3 separate regions of the Mus musculus genome follow, and all the other regions are linked to region 2. Evidence: chromatin contacts called from public HiChIP or PLAC-seq data. All regions are on one chromosome and are shown on one strand. Each heading gives the region's core, a stretch centred on a gene start, on an enhancer-like site or on the middle of the called end of the contact. The rest is flanking DNA. Distances are from core to core; before and after follow the strand shown. Region 1 has its middle 31 kb from the start of Nol4l. Region 2 holds the start of Xkr7 (X-linked Kx blood group related 7). Region 3 has its middle 22 kb from the start of Commd7.

Region 1 (5,000 bases), core at 1,107-3,606, 530 kb before region 2:
TGCTTTAGAGGGCTAGGATTAAAGATGTGTACCACCACACCAGGTGCCAGATACTCTTTGGTGCCTGTTCTGCCCACCTCTTCTATTTTGCTGCCTGACGCTCAGCCTCATTGACACCTGGATGAATGCGAACCCTACAAATGACTGGTGCTGACTTGTGGTATGCCCTGCTTCACTCAGGTGGCCGTAACTCAAGCTCCAGGTCTCTGTAGCTGCAGTCAGCTCAGGGTTCTCCTGCACTGGTACCCGCTCTTCCTGCGCACACTCAATAGACCTTATACTAGATGGCTAGCTGACCTTAGCCAGGGTCAGCAGGACTCCACCACCCAGTGTCTGCTATCCAGAAGCTGAGAAACAGCAGCCTGCTTTGGGTCTAGGGCTGGCCATAGCCTTAGCTTCTGATCTATAAGATAGAAGAACTGGCGATCTGACTTGACAATTCCCAAGGGCCTTGTCTGTTTCCTCCGTGCCTGCCCTCTGGCTTGTATTCCCAGTTGGCATAGTGCTAAAGGGTGTGGGGCCCGATTTTGAGTTTTGAGTTTTTTGGTTTTTTTAAAGACTTATTTTATTTATTATTTGTAAGTACACTGTAGCTGTCTTCAGACACTCCAGAAGAGGGCATCAGATCTCATTACGGATGGTTGTGAGCCACCATGTGGTTGCTGGGATTTGAACTCAGAACCTTTGGAAGAGCAGTCAGTGCTCTTAACCACTGAGCCATCTCTCCAGCCTGAGTTTTGAGTTTTATGTTCTCCTCTTTTGCTACCCCAGTGATGGGCGCTTGACGCCCATCCCTCTCCTCTCTCCTCTTCTGGATAAATCTCTTCACCTCAACAAGCCTCAGTTTCCCAGTCTGGGAGTGACACTTCCCTCCTTCTGTCCCAGTGTCCAGCTAGTGGAAGGCAGCCTGAGCTGTGGAATGGGAAAGTCATTGGGGGAGATTGATTGCTGTGACTGCAAGTGTGACAGACACCTAAAGAACATCAAAACTGAGATGCCCCTATGACAAAGACTGGGGCCCTAGCCATTTTCGCCACTGAATGGACAGTTGCCCTAGGTTTGTCTGTGCACCAGCCTGAGCTCTCCTTCAGCAGATGTCCCCCTGAGGGGCCCTGGACTGTCTTAGTTAGGGTTTTTGTTTTGCTGTGAAACACATGACTAGAAGCAACGTGCGGAGGAGAGGGTTTGTGTTGCCTCACAGATTATAGTCCATCATTGAGGGAAGTCAGGGCAGGAAGTTAGGGTGGAAACTGGAGGCCAGGACTGGAGCAGAAGCCACGGAGGAGTGCTGCTTAATGGCTTACTCCTCAGGCTCACTCAGCCTGCTTTCTTTTAACCCAGGGCCACCTGCCTGGGTGTAGCACTACTCACAATAAAGCAGGCTCCCTCGCACAATCATCTTCAAGAAAATGTCCCACAAGGCGATCTGGTGGCAGCATTTCCTCCACTGAGGTTCCCTCTTCCCAAACGACTCTAGCTTGGGTCAAGTTGACACAAAACTAGGTGGCATTGTGACCGCGGAGGGGGATGGGAGGGCACGCAGCCTCTCGCCCCTACGTCCTGTTTCCTCCTCCTCCTCCTCCTCCTCTTCCTCCTCCTCCTCCTCCTCCTCCTCCTCCTCCTCCTCCTCCTCCTCCTCCTCCTCTTCTTCTTCTTCTTCTTCTTCTTCTTCTTCTTCTTCTTCTTCTTCTTCTTCTTCTTCTTCTTTCTCTATGACCCACTACCCTGCCCTGCCACCTGCCCTACTTCCCCTGGGACTGCTCCTGTCTCAGGAACTCCTAGATACTAGGATCCGGGCACACCTCCTCTGCCAAGCACCCTCCAAGGTCAGCGGTGCAGAGCACAGTGAGGCCAAGGGGAAGAAAAGCAGTGTCCTTGTGCTCTGCAGCCTTCTGTCCCAGCTACTGTCCCAGAGCCTTGTGCCGCTGTGGTACACCCCACGCTCTTATCACAGGAAACCATCCCAGGGTCTCTTCCCTTAGGCCATTCTGTCCTTCCCTCTACTCTGACCTGTCCTTTTGCTTCTGGCAAGCCTTCTGCGGCACTGCTCCCCCTCCCCCTTTCCTGCTGTCCCCAGACTGGGTGAGGAGACCTCCCCTTCTCTTTAAGAGGGAATTTCTTAATCATATCTGTGCAGGACTGGAGGGGATTGTGTGAAAGGCAAGAGCCCCCACCCCCCAGCTTCCCATGTGCACCAAGCCCAGCTGGGTGCCTGGCGCCCTCTGCGCTCCTGAGATGGGTCTGGGGTAGCTGAATGGATATCCCTCACTACCCTCCACATGGCCACCCAGGGCAGTTAGGAGTCTGTGTGACTTCAAGCACAGCCAGACTGAGCTATATTTAGACACCAGGGCCAGGGCGAGCTTCTGGGGCGGAGGAGGTGGCAGAGCCCTGCAGTGGGGCCCCAGGGGACTCCTCGTGCAGTGGGACAGTCGCTGTGTGAGAGGCCAGAGTCATTACACTCCCACAGGCTCCCCTACCCAGGAAAGGCAGGGACAGCTTCCCTTCGCCCCTGGAGGCTTTCAGGCTGGCTTCATATGCAGCTGGAAAAATAAGAGCCAGTCTGGTTGGTCAGCTCTGAGGCTGGGCTAGGCTGAGGGCAGGAGTTTGGGGGCTCCTTCGGTCGGTTCCTGTTCTGTCGGCTTGTCTTCCCTCCTTTCCTCTTCAGTGGGCACCTAGCCAGGCTAGCTGGGTGTGGCCAGTGGGGAGCCCAGGAGGGGCTGTCCTAGCCTTGGCCACCAGCTAGCTACCCAGCTCTGGGGCGGGCAGGAGGCAGGATGGATGTTCGCAATAATTACCCAGCTGCAGCTTCCTCAGAGCGGCAGCCATAGCAACGGGGCTGGCGCCCCAGCCGCGGCCAAGGGGCAGGGGGAGACATGGGCGCCTTGGGAAGGTCGGGGCGGGTGGCATGAGCCCTAGGCACAGCCCCCAGCTCCCTCTGTTGGCACTCTCACAGGCTCATTCGTCTCTGGGGGCAGGGGAGGAGGCTTTGTCAGCACCAGGAGGCTGGCACAGCCCAGGGGAGTCTCAGGGGAAGCACCATTCCCCTTGCCAGGTGGGACGGTGATAGCAGGTATGGGGGCGGGCGGGTGTGCCCAGACTTCCAGTACTTAGGGCTCAACTGGGCCCGTGCATGTCCCTCTCTTCAGCTGCTAGCCACAGACCCAGGACACCAAATCTAACTACCAACAATGCCAACCCTCTCCAGGAGTGCTACACGCTGTGGTTGCTGGAGCTCCCTTAGGAACGATGTTTATGGCTCAGTCACCCAGGTCCTCTCAAAGAGGCACCACGCTGCCACTGCCTTTAGCAGGATTGGCTCTGTTTGTTTTTCTGTTTTTGTTTTTGTTTCGCCTGTGAGGGGAGGGGCCTTGAGACCACCAAATCACCTTACCCATCCTATTGTAGGAGGTCCAGCCTTCCTTCTTCCCTCTTGTGGAAGCTGTATTAGTGAGGATTGTTTATGTTCATTTTGTAGGCAGGAGAATTGAGGCCAGAGAGATACGAGACTTGTCTAAGTTCACACAGCAAAAAAGCTGTGTGGACTCTTGTCATTGTCTCAACAGTGCTATGGAGTCCCGTTTACCACTCCAAGCTATCTGGCCGTGCTGTTCAATGGTTAGCCAGGAGTTCGGCCTCTGACCTCAGGGGGTTGAGTCAGTTTTTCTGCTCTTTGATTTTCTTCTTTGAAAGCCTAGGATGTAGCACGATGTGTTCCTGTAGACAGTGCAGGGTTTAAAGAAAGCAGAGCGGAGAGTGTGTGTGGCACCTGGCTCGTGGGAAGTGTGAGCCAGTGTTACAGTTAGAAACGGTGTCTTTTCATATTGTTGTTACAACAGGGGGAGGCAGGCAGACCTTGATGTTTACCAAGGCCCCTTTGGCTCTGCTGGGCCCCCCTAAGGTTTTTCTGGGCTCATGCCAGCTGGGCTGGGCAGGCTCTGGGATGTGGGAATTCACAGCCCAGTGAGGAGGTGGGTGCAAATAGGCTAATCCCTGGAGTCCCAAGACTCCGGAGTCCCCACCAGTCTGAGGCATAGACTGGGAAGAGAAGAAAGAGGTGAGAAAGGCCTGAGATGGAGCCCTGTGTGGGGCAGGGCCCAGGCAGTCACAGGGATTAATGACACCTCCTGTAGGGGAGAGAGGACACTGGGAAAGTCAGGAGAACATCCTAGACTAGAGAGTCACTGGAGGATCTGAGGAGCGGACAGGATTTGGGGACATGAGGGGACTCAGCTTGGACTGGGTTCCTGGGTCATCAAGACCCTGAGTTCTACAGTGAGCCTCTGAAGGGCACCTAGCTCTGTCCTCTTGGTGTTTGTCAACTTGATACAAACTGGAGTTATTTGTAAAGAGGGAGCTCAACTGAGACAATGCCTTCACCAGACTGGCCTGCCAGCAGTCTGATGCAATCCTACAGGACATTAATTAATGATTGATGTGGACAATCCCATCCCCGGGCAGGTGGTCCTGAGGTGTGCAAGAAAACAGGCCAAGAAAGCCACGGGGAGTAAGCCACAAGCAGCACACACACACACACACACACACACACACACACACACACACCCCATGGCTTCTGCTTCAGTCCCTGCCTCTAGGTCCCACAAGCAGCACACACACACACACACACACACACACACCCATGGCTTCTGCTTCAGTCCCTGCCTCTAGGTCCCACAAGCAGCACACACACACACACACACACACACACACCCATGGCTTCTGCTTCAGTCCCTGCCTCTAGGTCCCTGCCTCCAGTTCTTCCCTGACTTCTCTTCAGGATGCACTGTGATCCGGACACATAACCTGAGATAAACCCTTTCTTCCCCAAGTCACTTTTGGTCATGGTTTTTTGTCACAGTCATAGAACGCCTGGCCAAGACAGGGTTAGTATGTGTTACGAATGAATACATGAGTAACTTAATAATGGAGAGCTGTCTTCTTCTCTAGCCCAGCACTCATCCTCCTTTCTTCATACCCTCTCACAGTCACCCTATCCCTCC
Region 2 (4,651 bases), core at 2,138-4,637:
CCTTGATGACCTTAAACTGTTCTGGGCAGCAGGTGGTCACATGGAACTGTACCACATCATTATGGATCATGAGAATGATATCACATCTTAGGATCACCACATCTAATCATGGCATTTCACACACAGAGAAACTGAGGCTCAGAAGCAGACAGAGCCTGGCCCAAGGTCACTCTCAAACCAAGATGAAAACCTAAGTCGTCTGAAAATACACCCTCCCCAAATGCAGCATTTTCCCACAGTACAGTTTCCTCATCGTCACCCACTCGGTTCGACTGTCTCCCCCCGCCCCCCTGGTCTTCACATTCTTATCTCTATGAAACAGCAGCGGGACTTTCTATCACCGTGCAATCTCACAATCTCAGACTCATAATTCTTCAAGCTTTGGGGAACACTTTGGTGGCAGGATTGCAAGGTGGATAAATTGAACTTGGGTTTTGAAGATGCAGAATCTTGAGTTCCAAAGCTCCCAGTTGATCACTATGTGACCTTGGGCAAGGGTGTCCCCCCACCCCAGCCTCCCTTCCCTCATCTGCCAAATGAAAATTATAATACTAAGCACAGGATGGAATTATTAGAGAAGACACAGGAGAGAATGAAGGTTTAAAAAAAAGGGAAGGGGGCAACCAGTAGGCTTGGCAGAAATCAAGGACTTAATAAAATAATTACAATAGCCTTGTAAATTAGGGTTCGAGTGCCTAAGTAAATGTTTAAAAGAAATGCAATTGAGAGGAAGAATTAAAAAATAAACTCTAACATCTAAGATTTTTACAGGCCTGATAGTATTACAGTCGATTGTTTTGTTTTGTTTTGTTTTGTTTTGTTTTGTTTCTCCCAGAGAGATTCTGAGTTTTAGAAATGCCATGCAGTGGACACAAACGGCCTCCCCAAGTTAGGTTCCCCCTTCTCATTGACTGTTTTCCCTTCCAAGTCATCTCATCCCAGCTCTCACTTTCCCAGTGTAGAACAGTGAAAATATCGGGGAGAGTTATTTGTATTGGGAACCATGGAGTTCAATGGGCCTTCAACCATTTCCAGCCACTCCCCCCCACCCTCCGCCCATCTAGTTCAGTTCTTCTCCCTATTGGAGGGAAACTCAATTTCTGTTCAAGAAAGAAGATTACTATTAGCTTCGTGTATGTGGATTCTGAATGGGGAGGAAGGCAGCCTGTGAGTTGTGGGGCAGCTGGCCCACTTTAGGCTAAAGGGAAAGGGGGATGAAGCTTTGGCTACCCAGAATAGGAAGTTACCATTTCAGAATCTAAAAATAACTCACCATCTGTCCACTTGGGCACAGAATGATAAATGCAGATTAGTTCCTGGATGTAGACATGAATATTTTTGTGTGTCAAGCTAATAATAATAAGACCATGGATAGTGTTTTCCTCTTCCCCTTACTCTGGGGCAACAGAAGTAGAATACACATCATCTTGGCTGGGGAAGATGGGGAAACTAAGGCAGAGAGAGAGCCAACAGAATAACAAGGGTGACACAGAGCAAGTGAGCAGCTGGGGCAAACACCAGGGGTCCAGTGTCCAATGCTCAGCTCAGAACAAAGTCTTCTGACTTAGGCAGAATCCATTCAAATGCAACAGAGTAAATAACCATCTTCTATATCTGAAGAGTGGCTTTCCCTGTGCTTTCCACACCTCCGTTATAATCGCGGTAATCCCTGACATTCCCAAAATATGTTCCAGTCTCCAGAGTCCCCACACAGACCTCCTCTTGCCTGCTCATCCCAACATGTTTAAAAAAAAAACAAAACAAAACAGTAAGCCAGCAAGATGAGAAGAGCAGAGATTCCTCTCATTTCACAGGTGAGAGAACAGACTTGGAGGGAGGAGGAGGTGTGCCTAAGATCACACAGTAAGCAAACCCATTTTGTCACCGCAGAGTACAGCCCAAGGAACTAGAGTAATCCTGATTTGAGAGGAGCTGTGGTTTAGAATTCCCCCTCTCTCCAATTACCTCAGCCCAGCAGGCACCCTACTTGCTGGCAAAGGATGAAGCCTGCAAGTGAACAGTTTGAATGAAGCCTCAGCATCCGGTCTGAAGACTAAGGGTCAGCCAGTAGCCATCTAGTGTCAGAGTCAAGATTCCAAATCTCCTTGGTCCCTTTTGGGGGATGGGACGGCACTGTGGAGCTCCTTAGGAAGTAGGAGCTAACCAGTGCTGAATTGGGTTCACCCCAGGCCCTTTCTCTACAAAACCAGAAAGTTTGGGCGGGATAGTCATTTAGCTGCCTTTTCCAGGATGTTGGGGTGGGCTGCAATTCTAAACTGAGTGCCTGTGAGTGGTAGGGAGGACTTCTGAGTGGTTTCCTAAGTCGAGGCTTGGTACCTGGACATGGGGGAAGGGTCAGGACTGGAAGGATCGCTGTGGTCCTGTTCCAAGTGTCCCCTTGTTCTCTGCATACATCACTCAGAATCTCTGACCCCATCTTGCCCCATTAGCCAGATCAAAGCTATGGTTCCAACAGAGTTTTGCAGAGGTGAGGAGCTGACTGCAAAGAAATGAGAGCGGCAATGGAGTGGGTCGGGGTGAGGGTCAGGACAGGAGCAGGGCGGGCTAGAAAGGCCAGAGCAGATCTGGGGCGGCATCCCACTCCCAGACTCAAGCTTCCTTCACCTGCTCTTTTCCTACCTCCAGACCTGGCCGAGTTGCAGGAGGTGAACGAGGGTCTGCAGTAGCCAGACGCAGAGGCGGCAGCAGCGGCGGCGGTAGGTGCCGGCCGAGGATGGTGCGGGCCGGGGGACCAGCTCCGCGCTACCTTCTTTGGTCCGGAAGGCGACAGCACTGTCCTTGGTGCTGATGGCGGCTCCGACTATGTCGCTGTCCTTGGTGCTGACGGCGGGTCCCGGGGTCCCCGCGGGCTCCGAGTAGTCGTAGACGAACCAGCGGAAGCTGAGCAGCTGCACGACCAGTGAGGGCAGCAGCACGAAGAGCAGGGTGAGGCCGAAGTAGGTGCTCTGACCCTGCAGGTAGTAGGAGGCCGCCAGCCACAGGTCGGTGGCGCCGTCGGAGAAGAACACGAGCAGCGCGCACAGCACCCAGCAGCAGTCCCGCAGCTCGTAGCGTGGCCCCGGGCACCCCGCCTCCACCGGTCCCGGGCCCGCGATCCCCGCCGCAGCCTCCCCGCGCCCTCCCGCCCCGCCCCGATCTGCTCCCGCCGGCCCCTCGGGCCCCGGGCCGGCCACGGCCGCCGCTCCATCCGACTTCGCGGCCATGTTGGCGGAGCAGGAGGCGGGGAGCGACTTCCGGGCGGCGGAGCGGGTGGGGTGCGGAGTGGGGAGGACCCTGCGCGGGCGGCTCCCGCCTCCCGCTCTTCCTCCGCCGCTCCTCTTCCTCCTCCCCTCTACCTCAATTATTCATCCTTGCCGGCGCCGCCCCGCCCGGGCTCCGGCCTGGATGTGGGCCGCCCCCTGGGAAGGGAGGGGGCCGGGGTGGGGAGAGCATCCCAGGTCACCCTCGCATGGCTTCCTCGGAGGCGTGGGGCCCAACCACATGCTTTCTGCCTCTGGCCTCCCCCTTTGACTGCCCCCGCCCTATCCTCTCCTTTTCCATTGATCTCCTGTGGTACCTCCGGTGGTTTGGGTCTTGCAATGTCCCAGGAGGGTGGGAGGCCGAGGTCTGAGAATAAAAGGACAGGGGTGGGGGCAGCTGCTTGGGCACCTGCCATAACCCGTTAGCAGTCACTCCTTCCAACGCCACTTCCTAGTTCCCCCGTGTTCACTTATTGTTTCATCCCCTCCTTTGATCTTGAGAGATCTCTTTTCTCATTGTCTTTTTCAAGCTGAGAAACTGCGGTTCTCTGAGTTGCGGTCTCTCGGTCTCTCGATCACCTTTCTTTTAGGAACCGCGTTCATCTGGCCACTAGCCTGATTAGGCAAGGCAGAGGAAAGGGATGGGAGGGAACCCCTTGGGAAGGAAAGAGCAAGTGCAAACAGCTACTCCCATCACCACTGGAGGCCACATTTTCTAGGATGTCCGGAAGAGGGGGTGGGGGTGCAGAACGATAAAACTGGCGATTTCCGATGGATTGGACCCTGAAGGGCCAGAAGGTGACAACGGGGGCACCTGCTGCAGAATGTCAGCTGAGGAGTTAGGTGGCTAGGTCAGGATTTAGCAAGAAGACTTGGCAGCCAAAGTGGAGCAGGGATCACAAAGCAGCAGCCTGGAACTGGAGAGAACAGAGGAACATTATAAACACAGTCCATGAGAGGAGCTAGGGGTCTCTCATGTGCCTGAGTACTCCCACACAACTACACCTTGGCTTGGATGGGATATCCTAGGACACTGAACCATTTCTTTGTCATTATTCTAAGCAATGAGGAATCGCTAATCATTTTAGTCTCACAATTTATATGGTCTATATTGTTCTGCCCATTCTATAGATGAGAAAACATAGAGTCAAAAGATACATTTAGTGGCTTAAAATCACATAGTGTTAGAAACAAATTCAAACGTGGCTCTCGAATAGGCTTTGAAAACTCAAGGGAGTGAGGAAGAGTGAGGAGGGGAGGAAGTGAGGTGGAAGGACCACCCTGCCTCAGAGTGACAGGGAAGATAGAAGAGACAGCTGCCCTGGGCTGGGTGGAGCAGCCATCTGCTGTCCTGCAGCCTGGCTTCCCTTTCGTGTCCAGGGACCGTTTTG
Region 3 (4,300 bases), core at 141-2,640, 580 kb before region 2:
AACTACATATAAAGTTCCAGGCCAGCCTGGGCTACCTGTTTTAAAAACCAACCAAGCAATCCACAAGCAGGAATTCATTCAGATGATCTCTAAAGACATTTTTGAACAGTCGGGTGTGTGTGTGTGTGTGTGTGTGTGTGTGTGTGTGTGTGCGCACACACACACACACACACATCGGTCAATGTAGGCTTGGTAAACTTCCAGTGTCTTCATATTTTCATTTATTAAAGATTTTGTTTATATATATAATATATAGAGAGATAGAGCAATCCTCCTGTTTGTCTCCCACTAAGCTAGAGTTATAGGTGTGCATTCATGTCCAGTTTTTAACAGGGATGCTAGGGACTTGAACTCTGGTCCTCATGCTTGCTAAGCTGTTGGAGAGCGACAGCTTCCTTTTGAGATACTGTCTCACTGAGTTGCCCAAACTGGTCTTAAACTGGCTCTGTAACCTAGTCAGGCATTCCTCAGAATCCTAAATAGCTGGGATTGCAGGAATGTAGCAATAGGTGGGGGCTCTAGGTGGGGGGAGGGGGTAACACAGAGTGGGAGTTTATGGTGTTCTGGGAAGGTCTATTTGAGAAGCTGATCTGATCTGGTCTTGCAGGATGAAGAAGCCTAACCTAGTAATGAGGCACAGAGGAATGGCACCTGCAAAGGCCCTGAGGCCAGTGCATACTTTGTATCTTTAGGAAACAAAGGGCCAGGGTAGGGGAAGAGAAAACAAGGGTAATTGGACAGAAGTCAGCAGGGGGCTGGGGTGGGGTGGGGTGGGGACAGATACTCAGGGCTAAGATTAAGAGCTCAATTCTTCCTCATGGGGCTAGTTCCCAGATTCCAATGGCATTATCTACCCTTGGGAGTCTCTGGTGACCTAGGGCTGGTCATTTCCCTTCCATGGATTTGTTTTCCTTTAAGGTAGATTGATCCAGTTATAATGTGCCAAGCTGGGCCCAGGGAGAATGCTAGGAGACTTGACTCTAGACGTCCACCCATTAAATAAATAAATAAATGCCCACCGCCATATGGCGCTGGAAACCTTTGGAAGCTGTCAGTGACACTTGCTCGCGTGTTCATACTTGAGTGAAGTCCTTCTTGACCCCACTCTTGTCCCCAGGGTGGATGCTCCACCAGGGCTGGTTTGCTGGGCTGAGCTGGCCTTACTTCATGTGCTTTTCGTAGGTCTCCTTCCAGGAGGAGGAAAAAGAGGAGGTCTGGGGAAGCTGGAGACAGGGGCTCTGGCCCTGAGGCTGTGTGGCCGAGGAGAGGGCCCTGTGAAGGTGTCATTTTTTATGAATGATTTCCTGACAGGACTGACTAAGACTCAGCCAGAGCTACAAGGGCTGGGGCGCAGGCCTCTTTTCCGGAGCCTAATCTGCCCAGGGCAGGCAGCTGGCTCCAGAGACGGAAAGGCCTGCACAGCTCAGAACTCTGCGGTTTGGGACATCGGTGGTCTTTGTCGGTTTTTCTCCTCCCAGCTTCTCTTAGCTTATGGTGGCAGTGGGGGAGGAGCAGCCCCACTGGGCTTCTCCTCCTCTGTCTTTGTCTCCAGGCTCCCTCCTTCTTAGAAGGCCGCTGTCAGCAGCTTTTGGCACCGCTGCCTGCCTGGAGCCTGCCATGCCTCCAGCAGAGGTGTCCGGGGAGGGGGAGTAACACTCTTCCACAGCGGCCTCTGCAGCCAGGCCTAGGAGCTAGAACATAGGGTGGGAGCAGGGTGGGGGCTGAGCTCCTAGGAAAGCAGGAGGGAGAGATAGGCAACGATTCTGCCTTCTCCACCCACGTACCAGACCCCAGCTCTTCCCCCTGGTTTATTCTATCACTGAATCTAGGAATATTCAAAGAAATATCCAAAGTTCTGAGAAATCGTTCCTGGGAGAAACCCTGTGCTTGTGGCTACAGTGGTAGGGTTTTCAGATCCATCTCAAAGCCTGGGCAGAGCCCACAGTGGCTCATGCAGGAAGTAGAGGCAGGAGGGGCACTTAGTGAGTTCTAGGATAGCCAGGGTTATAGAAGCTATAGTGTGAGACCCTATCTCAAAAAAACAAAACAAAACAAAAAAACAAAAAAAACCTAAGCCCGTGTGGTGGTGTGTCTCAGTCTGAGCGCTTGGAAGACAGAGGGAGGTGCATCTCTGAGCTTGAGGCTAGCCTGGTCTACATAGAGAGCTCCAAACCAGTCAAAGTAACAAAATGAAACTGTCTCAACAATGACAACAACAAACAAACAAGCACTAGAATAAAAAGAAGCCAGCATGGTGTCATGTGCCCGTCATCCTACCACTTGGAAGGAGAGAAGCCAGTGCAGGAAAATTAGGGATCCAAGACTAGCCTCAGCTACAGTGAATTTGAGGCCAGCCTGGGCTCCATAAGTCCTGTGTCAAGTAAGGAGAAACAGAGGCTGAGCTAGAGAGAGAGGCAGCTAAGGGGAGTCAGGGCTCCGGAGGTCCCCGCTAGGGTAAGGGGTCTTTCCTTCTGCATGAGTTCAGGAAGCTTTGAGAAGGTCAGCCACCTACTTGCCAGAAGTAGGGCTTCTTCCTCAGTCTACCCTTTATTCACTCTGTGGCCTGCCTCACTGGGCTCCGTAAGGGCGCTGAGATGAGCCCAGGAAGGCCAGCCCCTGCTTAGCTTTGCCCCTGCCCTCCAGCACAGGCCTCAGAGAGCAGAGACAAAGACCTTAGGGGCTGCTGAGGTGATGGTGACTGCCGGCTCCGAGACTCATAATGGCAGGGGTCACTGGGCTCCAGCCCCCTCTAGCGGTCAGCAGTGGCGATGAATTCAGAGTGGAGTGGGGAGGAGTCTCTGGCGCAGGCCTCCTCCCACCGCCTTGTCAGCAGGCCAAGCCTTGGAATTTTGTGCCAAGTCTCTGGAAAGAGGCCTGTCCTGCCAGCCAAGGGACAGAAAAACAAGATGAAAGGTTCCAGGAGTGGCAGTAGTGGTGCATGCCTGTAATCCTGACCCTTGGGATGTGTAGAGAAGACGACTGGGGATTCAAGGCCAGCTTTGCAAATCTGAGGCCAGGTTGGGCAACATGAAATCCTGTCTGGATAGATAGATAGATAGATAGATAGATAGATAGATAGATAGATAGATAGATAGATAGATAGATAGATAGATAGATAGACCTAAAAAAAAATACACAGGCCTGGAAGCTGGCCCCAGTCTTTCCTTGGGGACTACCTTTGAATCAGTGTGCCAACTCCTCTCTCCGGCCCTACTCATGCTGACCAGGAGCCAGGCAGGGGTGACTACTTCCATGAGTGTAGACCTTGGCTGGAGGAGTGAGTCCGCAGAAGCACGTGCGTCTGTTGGGACTCAGTCCGCTGCCCTTCTGGATAGCCAGCACGGCTGGGGGTGGCAACTGATGTCACTGCACTTTTCCCTGTTCAGCCTCCTTTGCGTTGTGACAGATACTGACCTCCCCATGGAGGTCACCATCTCTTTGTTTCGCCCACAGTGCTCTGGTGGGGACTTCTGTCCCTGTACTTAATTCTTCAACACGCCTGCTTCCCTAACTAGGCATTCCATTTCCTAGGGTTTGGGTCTATTGAGCCCCATAGCTGACACCCGTTTCTTGTGAAAAGATCTTTCCTGAGGAGGGAGAGGGGGAAGTGAGGTCCCTCTCCCTACCCTTTACTGGGCACTTTTTTGTTTTTATTAGGTATTTTCCTCATTTACATTTCCAATGCTATCCCAAAGTCCCCCATACCCTCCCACCGACCCACCCCCTGGGCACTTATTTTTATGGTATTAGTTACTGAACCCAAGGTTGCTCGCTGCTCCCTCCCCACCCCACCCCCCTTTTTGGAGACAGGGTTTCTCTGTGTAGCCCTGGCTATCCTGGAACTCACTCTGTAGACCAGGCTGGCCTTGAACTCAGAGATCCACCTGCCTCTGCCTCCCAAGTGCTGGGATTAAAGGCGTGCGCCACCACTGCCCGGCTACTGCTCCCCTTTTGCCTCCGGTTCATCCTTGGCAGAGTCTGGGGCTGTGGTCACTTCAAAAGCCCTGGACACCAGAAGAGGCAGGGATGTCACCAGGGAACGGGGAAGAGCCATGGCTTCAGCCCATATACTTCCTCTTCTTCTCACACCTGCCATTTCCTGACTGTGTGGTTTCTGCCCTCTGTGAGAGCTGATAAACCAAGCCTGGAGGCCCAGCGCTGTTCCCCAACGCCTCCCCTAGCTGGGCTTGGTCCCTTACCCTGGGCGGTGCTTGGCATGTGGTTGCTGGATACAGGCGTATGGCACTGTCAGGTAGACTGGCAAGCTGGCATGTAACAGCGTCTGGGTTTGCCAAGGACA

Evidence for each region. HiChIP or PLAC-seq counts read pairs in DNA pulled down with a chosen protein or histone mark.
Region 1: a contact with region 2 is called in an H3K27ac HiChIP or PLAC-seq map of large pre-B cells, with 2.7 times the contacts expected there. The contact joins the enhancer-like site here to the promoter of Xkr7 in region 2. A contact is called at or near these places in 5 of 39 promoter capture datasets (the 3T3-L1 cell line, the C10 cell line, hippocampal neurons and 2 more), 1 of 484 Hi-C or Micro-C datasets (B cells) and 1 of 115 datasets of contacts at active chromatin or transcription factors (large pre-B cells).
Region 3: an H3K4me3 HiChIP or PLAC-seq map of embryonic stem cells shows a contact between it and region 2, with 7 read pairs. The contact joins the enhancer-like site here to the promoter of Xkr7 in region 2. A contact is called at or near these places in 5 of 39 promoter capture datasets (the C10 cell line, hippocampal neurons, liver and 1 more) and 1 of 115 datasets of contacts at active chromatin or transcription factors (embryonic stem cells).

The regions. Positions count from the first base shown.
Region 1 is chr2:153,558,722-153,563,721 of GRCm38.p6, reverse strand. No RefSeq gene overlaps it. Among named protein-coding and RNA genes, the nearest start is that of Nol4l, 31 kb to the right of the region's middle. Within about 2 kb of position 2,356, at least 171 of the 459 cell types and tissues checked have an H3K27ac peak or open chromatin away from gene starts, as enhancers often do. A contact at or near this core is called in B cells, hippocampal neurons and pre-B cells, where this site is marked.
Region 2 is chr2:153,030,588-153,035,238 of GRCm38.p6, reverse strand. Xkr7 (X-linked Kx blood group related 7) reads right to left here and starts at 3,387. Exons shown (of 3, transcript NM_001011732.1): 1 at 2,641-3,387. The coding sequence starts at 3,224.
Region 3 is chr2:153,608,226-153,612,525 of GRCm38.p6, reverse strand. No RefSeq gene overlaps it. Among named protein-coding and RNA genes, the nearest start is that of Commd7, 22 kb to the left of the region's middle. Within about 2 kb of position 1,390, at least 131 of the 459 cell types and tissues checked have an H3K27ac peak or open chromatin away from gene starts, as enhancers often do. A contact at or near this core is called in embryonic stem cells, where this site is marked.